Regions from separate parts of the Mus musculus genome. Here all the other regions are linked to region 1. The links are chromatin contacts, called in public promoter capture Hi-C maps. All regions are on one chromosome and are shown on one strand. The core of a region is the stretch at or near the end of the contact, and the rest is flanking DNA. Distances in the headings are between cores, read along the strand shown.

What was found. Promoter capture Hi-C pulls out the DNA fragments that hold promoters and counts their contacts.
Region 2: a contact with region 1 is called in a promoter capture Hi-C map of hippocampal neurons, with 2.3 times the contacts expected there. The contact joins the promoter of Dgki here to the promoter of Ptn in region 1. A contact is called at or near these places in 3 of 39 promoter capture datasets (hippocampal neurons, liver and stem cell-derived epiblast-like cells).
Region 3: a contact with region 1 is called in a promoter capture Hi-C map of embryonic stem cells, with 2.1 times the contacts expected there. The contact joins the promoter of Chrm2 here to the promoter of Ptn in region 1. A contact is called at or near these places in 3 of 39 promoter capture datasets (embryonic stem cells, hippocampal neurons and trophoblast stem cells) and 2 of 115 datasets of contacts at active chromatin or transcription factors (embryonic stem cells and stem cell-derived neural progenitor cells).

Annotation. Positions count from the first base shown.
Region 1 is chr6:36,808,720-36,811,741 of GRCm38.p6, forward strand. It overlaps Ptn (pleiotrophin), which reads right to left and starts at 1,460. Exons shown (of 5, transcript NM_008973.3): 1 at 1,175-1,460.
Region 2 is chr6:37,298,564-37,301,585 of GRCm38.p6, forward strand. Dgki (diacylglycerol kinase, iota) reads right to left here and starts at 1,413. Exons shown (of 34, transcript NM_001081206.2): 1 at 1,000-1,413. The coding sequence starts at 1,385.
Region 3 is chr6:36,386,474-36,389,495 of GRCm38.p6, forward strand. Chrm2 (cholinergic receptor, muscarinic 2, cardiac) reads left to right here and starts at 1,611. Exons shown (of 3, transcript NM_203491.3): 1 at 1,611-1,893; 2 at 2,131-2,278. 9330158H04Rik (RIKEN cDNA 9330158H04 gene) reads right to left here and starts at 1,761. Exons shown (of 6, transcript NR_015589.1): 1 at 1,683-1,761; 2 at 1,190-1,483.

The DNA of each region.
Region 1 (3,022 bases), core at 210-2,709:
ACACACACACACACACACACACACACACTTTTTAAACTATGCCTGGTAGTTTCAAGAGGAAAGATGCTGACCCACTAGAACTCTGTTACTTTGTTCTCCCCTGAAGTGTGCATTCCTTCTGTGAGGCACCCACTCTACTTCTGAAGTCTCGCTCTGCTCCTACAGCTCCAAAGTCCTTATTACTAAGGAGACAAGAACTAGTTAGCAATCTGTATGTGAGTTACATGTGTGCTCTTGTATTTATATGCCACATCAGATCCCATAGAAGTGTGTGTGTGTGTGTGTGTGTGTGCGTGTGTGTGTGCATGTGTGTGTGCGCATGCACACACACATATTTTAGAAGAGAGGAAAGGTTATGTTTTATGCACAAAAGAAGTGACTTTTCTTCTCAAAATATATTATGGAAACAACTGGAATATCACCTCAGAAATTCCGGGTGTCTGCCAAACTCGTCTTTACCACAACCCTGGCTTATTTGGATACAACTGAAAACGTAAGTGCTTCTATGCCAGTTGGCATCCCAACCAAGCAAAGGTAGACTCCAAAGTGTGCCTTTGAAACTTTGGACTGAACTGTTTCTAGAAGCGTTTCTGGGCTCGTGGGCAGGCTAGGGAGTGCAGGCTGCTCTGGCGGAGATGTTTCTCCATCAGCAGACACAGGAGGGGCAGGCTGCCAGGCATGTACCACACCTAGAGCGGGCAGCAATTGGCAGTTGGCAAGCTCTAGGGCAACCTGAGAAGTGGAGGTAGGAAATGAGACCTGTCTACTGATACACCCTTTCTTCTCTCTCATGCCTACTGGGCCAGACACACCCACCAAAGCTCCAGGTTTTACAAAGAGCACAAATGTGCCCTCTCCCGCGCTTTGCATGCTCTGGCAGGTAGCAGGAATTCGGTCCCCATGCACTCTCCACAGCCCAAAAGCTGCTTTCCTTCTTCCCATCCAAGCACATGCTAGGTTACTTAGCTCATTCCCCCCAAAATTTCCTTTCGGCTGTTTTGCCTTCTGGAGCAAGTCCGTTTTTAAAAGCAGTCCTATTTAGCGGACTCCAGGCAGCCTCTCTCCTGCTCCAACCCCCTCCACGTACTGCAGGCTACCAGAAAAGTGGCTTTGGGGGGTAGGCACACTGCACCAGAGACCCTTTGGAGAAAACCACAGGGTATCTTGCACTTACTTTGGCTTGCAGAGGTCCTCGCTGACTAGCTGGCTGCCTTTGTTGCAAAGTGCGGGCGAGGTTTCTGCAGACTCCAGGTATCGCTGGCTGATGCTCCTGCCTGGGCGGCTGCGCTCTGCTCTCCCCCCTTCTGGATGGATGACTCAGTGCTTTCTTTCTTCCCCTCTCTCCACTTTGGGTTTTCTTGTGCTCTGGGGCTTCCTTGGCGGGATATTTGGACGGGTAGGCGGGGAACCTGATCCTGCCTTCACTCAACTACACCCTGCCGGGGAGGGAAATAGAGAATGGGAGGGACGAGAGAGGGCAGAGAGAAGAAGCAGGCTGTGCGAGGGAGGAGGGGAGTGCTTTGCCCCCGAAATCTGATTGGGAAGCTTATGAAAAGCAGGCTACTCTGGGGGCAGTCTTTCCCCAAACGGATCTGTGTAGAAAGACCATGGGTTATAAGACCGTTTGTTCTTAGCACCCACCCAGCACCATATTTTTTGTACAAACTCCCAAGAACCATGTTTTTCTCCCCCTCCCATGGGTCCATAGCTCGGCTTATCAAGCTGGATATCTTAATTGGAAAATTGACAGCATTTTAAACTACAGTTTTGGTACAGCTTTAAACACACACACACACACACACACACACACACACACACACACACACACACACACACACACGATATTCTATTCGAGATTGGGGGAGCCATGTGCAAAGGCAGCTGTCCCTTGCTCTCCGCCCCTAAAGGCCTCCCTGCAGGGAGTCCCTGCTAACTTCAGCTGACAGTTGCAGCTCACCTCCAGTCACAAAGCTGCAAAGCAGTTTTTTCTGGGTTGTCACTAGGAGTGACAGATCTCTGAAATTTCCCAATTAAATGTCACTTTCCTTTAGGGAATTTTTCCATTCTTGGCTTCTTCGATGCCTTCGGGTCACATATTTTGTGGCATGCTCTTGGCAAAGAACACAGGGGGGTAATCAGTGTGGCTCAAGCTCTGGGGTTTGTAAGAATTAGAGTGGGCTTCCTGGCTTCCTGAGACCTTCCTCTCCTTTAACCAAGGAGAGCAAAGTGACAGTTTTGAGTCACACATAGAAACTGACCAGAAAAGATGGAGTAAAACCCCAATTTGCCCAAACACGGTCAAATTATAAAACTGGCTCCAATTTCTCACCAAAGATACATCTCTTCAACTCAACTTACAGATCCTATGGATTCCGTAGGGTGTTTTAAGCCCTCACATCTTAAGACCACTCCTTTCCTAAAATTACAGCCATTGGTTATGGCAAGTGGTTTTAAGGACTAGGAGTCTTCTATTGGCTGTTACCTGTACCAATGTCCAAGAGTAATCGAGGGACAAAGGTGACCCTGCAGGAGTAGAGCTTTTAGTCCACTAATCTTCGTTTCTGCCCCTCCCCCCACCCCGCCCTCCAACGAAAAAATGGACAGAAATTCACATTTACACCTGATCTGTATTCTTTACAGTCTCTTCTGCTAAACCACCTTTCCACACACAAATTGCACATGCCTTCCTCAAGACCAACTCCCAGGCTATGCACATCCCTGTTTGAAAGTTCATCTTTGCCATGAAACAGTCCATGTGAGTGTTCATCTGGTGTCACCTGTGTACATCATGAACTACTCATAAGCTTTCTTTACTGTGAGAAAAGTTCACCATTTCCTACAGTTCCACAGTGAGCTAAGAAGATGACAGAAAGACTTTCCTTTTTGCCCCTTAATTTTATCTTCATCTTTAGCATATTCCTACTGTCAGTTCAGTAGACCATGCCAGATTAATTATGGTGCTTGTTTCTGGTGTTGGTAAAGCAAGCATGAGAGTCTCATGATGTCAGTTCTATCTCATTTG
Region 2 (3,022 bases), core at 163-2,662, 490 kb after region 1:
CCCTTTCCAAGTATCACTCTGAGACCCAGCAAGACTCTGCTTATGGCCTCAACTTTTAAAAATCACCAGTGAGGGTGGTCTCGGCGCCGTCTCTCGTGCCTGGGAATGGGAGAGCAGTGTAAGGAACCTATGAAATCTTCCCTTTGGTTTGGATCCTCACACAATTGGGGCTTCATAAAGCGTAATTGGGTGGACGTTCACCGTACACTGTCCTAGTGTCAAAGACACATCCAGCCTCAGGTGCCAGTGTGATCTCTTCTCACCAGCACTGGGACGGGGGGTGGGGGTGGGGTGGGGGCAGGGGGTTGGGGGGAGGTAAGCCTGGGAGTAGGCTGTCCACACTGAGAGAGGGAGAGAACACACAGGCATGTAACACCAACACCCACTGACATACTTACATACCTACAAGAAGAGACCCATAGCTCACTAGTCTTTAACAGACAAGAACGTCCCATAAGGATTTCTGTTCTGTATGGCTTATTCTTTGCTGCCTGTCAGAACAGATCTCAGCGATCCGGTTAGTGCCCAAGGCTCACCCAGTGAACTCGGCAAGGATGGGGGAGTGTGGAGATGACACTAGCCTAGGGACAACTTTGGCAACTCTTCTAACTGGGCATGTCTGGGTTTGCACCCCATACACTCACAGATGTGGTTTTGATCTTGTTCTGACCTTAGTGTTCTCTTCTGTTACAAGTGCACCCCTCCCTGGGTGTTACAGGGAGAAGAAGCTGGGGCACCCCACTTCTTCTCTTCAACCCAGAATTAGAGGATGAGAACAACATATCCCCAGGAGAGAGAGACAGATAGACAGACATACATAGAAGCAAAACCACGGAGGTACGAAGGTTGAAGAGAGAGAGAGAGAGAGAGAGAGAGAGAGAGAGAGAGAGAGAGAGAGAGAGAGAGACTGAACCCCAACTCTACAGAAGTGCCTCTCTGGAGCTAGAGCAAGTGTCCCCCGCCCTGGGCGGCACCTGTCTCGCTAGCTCCCGCGCCTACCTGTAAGAGACCTGCTTCCGGAAAGTTAAGTCCCTCAGCTTCTCCTCCAGCGCCTCTTCCTTCTCTTTCTGTCCGGCGGCCGCGGGCTCCTCCAAGGCAGCAGCAGCCGCTGCCCCTGCACCCCGCGGGTCCGCGCCGCCCTCGGCGCCCAGGCAGCAGCTCCCGGCGCCGCTTCCGCTGCTGCTGCTGCCACCCGTCGCCCCTCTCTCCTCTCCCGCCGAGGAGCTGGGGTTCATGGCGACCGCTCCGGCGGCCGCGAAAGAAGCCGAGGTGGTGCCGCTGCAGAGGCCGGTCGGGCTGAGGGCGCTGGAGGCGGCGGGAGCGCGGGCAGGTCCGCGCGCCGCTGGCAGGGGCAGCAAATGGCAGCCCCTTCCCGCAGCATCCATCCGCGGCTGCACCGCACCGGGGCATTGTGGGAAACTCCGTGCCTCCACTCCCCCTCCCCAACCAATCAGAGGCCACCTCTCTCCGCCTCCCCTCGGCCTCGCCCGACCAGCCGGCTCCCTCCAATTCTCCCACCCCTTCTCCTTTTTCTAAATCCAGAGCAAAAGCCGGGACTGAACTTGAACTCTGCCTGCAGGCAATGGATCGCAGTGGAGGAGAGAGGGAAAGGGTGGGAGCCGCGGGGCTTAGGACGCTGGGGACAAACACTGGTCATCAAGAAAGGAGAGTGCCCAGGGAAACTTGGAGGCAAGCCGGGTTGCCGCGCCCTGGTTAGCGCACAAGGGAAGCGGACCCGGACCCAGGAGCTACTCAGCACTGATGAGCTGCTGGGCACATCTCAGTCCAGTCCACTGATGACAGATGCCCGAGGCAGCATTTTGTCCGTCACCTTCTTGCAGCATCAGAGCTGGCGCCAAGCAGTAACCTCCAGACGTGGGGGACCTTTGGAGGCCGGGGTGGTGGGGTGTATCTGGAGGAACCTTGGGAGGAATTTTTTAACCATGTGAATTATGGAAGGGGCTAGATTTAAGCTCCCGCTTCTTCTTCTCAAGGAGAGGGTCGGTCGGGACATCTTCACCCATGAACGCCCGCGCCTAGATCCTTGCTTGGTGCCTTCTAAAAGCTTAAAGATGCTCCCTAAACAGCTGTTAATTAGATTGAATCGGATCACAGGATCCTCGGTGAAGCAGAAGGCTGAGAGCAGAAGTGGGGACCCGAGCGCCTCGTGCTGTGGGTTCCTATGCTAAGGGTTCACAAGAAGAGGACAGGAGGAGCTAGCCCAGGAAGGGGCTTCTACCGGTTCAGACACCAAGGCTGAAACCTAATGCGCTGGAGGAATGTAATGTCTGCTCTCTCAGTTTTTTGTTTCTAAGACTATTGAAATCTGTGCGGTTTGAACGATGGGCAACGAAGTGTTTAAGACAGATCATTTTCTAAATTAGATGTTTTTCACCCAGGAAATCTCTGCTGTCAGGAAACGCGAGAAAGATCTATGCTCAACAGTAAGTGCAAGTAACCAAACTACCTATGTAGATGTATGTGCTAGTAAAGATGGCCTTCTTTTGCCCTAAAATTAGGAGGTTGAGCAAAGGAATCTCAAGCCTCGCCCAGCTCTCACGGTGTGCAGTTCCCCTCACATGTACATTATATAAGACAGGGCAGGGACTTTTTCAGGGAGAAAGGGAAAAAGACTACCTGTTGGGGATCAGCACTACACACACACACACACACACACACACACACACACACACATACACACATACACACACATACATGCATACACACACATACATGCATACACACACACATACACACACACACACACACACACACACACACACACACACACACACACACACACACACATCTGGATTTCCCTAACATCTTTCAAGTGACTTTCTTCACACCCAGGCTAGTTAGTGGAGGAGGTTAATCATTCTGGGGCAGTGTACACCCTCTTCAGAGGGGAGCCTCAGCTGCTTTTACAGCAAAATCCACAAACATCTAGATTAAATACCAACAGCCCTGAATTCCTGGATCACCTTCCTCAGTAGCCATACCTTCCCAAACCATTCTGTCA
Region 3 (3,022 bases), core at 361-2,860, 420 kb before region 1:
GTGTGTGTGTGTGTGTGTGTGTGTGTGTGTGTGAGTGTGTGTGCACAACCATGCAAGCATGCACAAGTGCATTCACAAAAACCTCAGGCATGTTATGACAATGTGAATTTCTGAAGGCGTCTTAGAGATAGGAGCAGATAGAATGTTTGTGAACTTACGTTCTGTAGTACCCAACAGAGAAGGGGGGAAAATGAAAATAAGAATCAGCTGCTTACTGACTGAAACCTAGTTCTGGGGTAGATTGAGGGCGATAATGTTCAGAACTGCCTTTCTCAAACAAGACTAAAATGCCTGCGTGGGACTCAGAGGGCAACGACATACCCTTACCATCCTTTACACCAGGATGGCTTTTATCCAGCAAAATTGAATCTGTGTCAGTCCTACTTAGGCATAGCTGTAGGATTTTCATTCACCAATGAATTTATATTAGTGTATAATTTATAGTGTTGATGGTCAGCCTCTCTACAAGAGCTTCATGTGGGTATTTATTCTCAAAGATGAGAAACTCAGAAAGAAAAGGAACCGTGGTTTCATTATTCTGTGTGCTCTTTAACACCCAGCCAAGGACAGGGCAACACGAACTGAGCTGAATTCCATTGAGCATAATAAATAGCAATTTCTCTGTCTCTGCGATCAAAAAAGAGATAGGTCCTGTTCTTTGTTACTTAGTTTAAGGTTCCAATGACTCCTTCTTTAATTCTATTTGGCAATGAAAGCCTCATTCGGTAGCACATATTTATGTCATCAGATACAATATACATCATCAAGAGCAATTGTCCTCAACGACACCTTAGAATAATCACATTATGATATTATCAAATAAGTTCCATACTTTCAAACAATGGGTATAAATCTGGGAAAGAATTTCTCATTAAAATAAATGAAGGCAAAAATTAGTCCATGCTCTGAACACAGGAAGTTCACATCTTTTATTTTCCTCGATAGACAGCAAAATCCCACCTCACCAACACCTCACTAGTACACTCTCTTAACTACTACTCCCCATTAACTGATGGAACACACAGGCATCGACCTGTTTGGGAAGAAAGAAAAAAAAACAGCAAAGACAGATAAATATCTGTTTCTTTCTAATACATTAGTTAGCATCAAAGAAAGAAATAAACAATCTGAACAATTCTCCATGACTATATATTTAGTACAAAGTACATTTATTCTAACATTTCCCCACCTGGAAACACGGGGCATAAGTATCTTCTGCAATCAACAAGCCTTCTTCCCAATGTGCCCTGTCACCTTTGTAGCAACCTGGCACCTGCTGACATGGGACCTAGGGGTGGTGGTGGTGGTGATTGCAAAGGTTGTGGTGTAGAAATTGCAGACCGAGAACTGGGCTCCGGGGTCGGACATGGAGAGATGCAGAAAAGAGCTGAGAGAGAAAGCTGTCATATTTGCACCGAAGAACCGCCAAATCAGAGCGCAGAGAAGATTTCATTGGCGGAGCCCCCTTCAACGGCAACTAATCCTGTCAGAACGAAAGAAAATTGTAAATGCTCTCTCCAGAAACTGTCCGCCCATTGCAGCTAATCGAACACAAACGCACAAATAGAGGCACCACTCTCGCTCTGCTGCTACACACAGCGGGTGAGGGCGAGGAGACCAGTTCCCGGGAGCAGGCACGCGGGGGCACAGACACACTCATTCGCACACACGCACACACGCACACGCCAGCCTGCGGGCTTGGCCAGAGCCCTGAAGTCGCAGATCCCACTTGGAAATCGCCAGAGGCACTGGGAGAAGTGGAGGAGCGCAGCTCCCAGACACTAATTACTACTTCCCCGGCACTAGGGTGAAGAAATGAAGCCCGCCCAGCTCTTCTCCACACCCAGGTCTCCTTTCTGTTTCGGTGTTAACTGTCATCTTCCTGAAAGCCAGGTTTGAAAGTCTTATTTGCCTGTGTTTTGGGGGTGTGATGCTCAAGGCGGCAGACAGATGTAATTTAACTCCAGTCCGAATTGTCTAATTGGGGTCCCAGATTAGCCGAGTGATACGACCCATGTGAAATGCCCCGCAGCCTTCTCTGAGCCTTGGGGTCCGCAGTCTCCCCGCCTCCCTTGCCCCACCCGTCTAAGTGCGGTGGCGACAACTAATCTTTCGCTTTTCTCTCGCAAGATCCAGGGAGAAGGCAAGCGGGCAACCAGCTGAGGACTCCGAGCTGTGCCGCTCGCTCCCAAACCGGTCCAACCTGAGCCCGCCAAAGGCTCCTCGCTCCAGCCAGACTCCACCAGATCGCAGCCCCGGGCGACTAAGTCAGTGACAGGTAAAGACTCTGCTATACCATGGTTCTCTAATTGTCCATATCAAGGGCCCTGGTACCTCGCAGCTCCTCCCCATCACCCGACCCTGGCCGCAGAGGGTCTGGGTTTGCAAGAATTGTTTGGTGGTCCCTGACACGTGCAGGTTTTCCAATGGAAACTTTGGCATCTGGGGCTTGCTGGAGAGGACACGTACCTTGGCGGGTCTGAAAGAAGGAGGGGTTTCAAAGCTGGGGCGGGGGAAACCATTGGGATAGCTAAGTCCAGTGGAATGTGGCAAAAAGCAGCCTGTGAGCGCCGATACTCCAGTATGGCTGTCTTTGAGCTTGGCACCCCCTCACCCTCGCTACCACACTCTGGTCCTCTTCATCCCCCCGCCCCCCAACTCCAGATGCTGCCGTGGGAAAGGCAAGTAGAGCTCAGTCTCTCCTGCCGCTCACCCATCCCCCTTAAGCTCCCCTTATACCCTAGGGTCTGGGCACATTGCATTTAGGGTGGAGGCCCCTCTCGCCACCACTCCACGCTGTCCCCTGACTCCGCCTTGGGAGAGAGCCTTCTGGTGAGGACGACAGGTTTAGTGCTGTTGTTCCCGGACCTTGGCAGGGGAACAAGGTTGGGGAAGGTTTCCAGGAGGAGAGAGAAGGGAGTCCTCTGCAAGCCTATTTTCCTCCGCTGGCGCGCGCAAGGTTGATTGTCCACTGTGGCTGAGGAAAGGGACCCCAGTCCAGAGCTGATGAAGTCTCAGACGC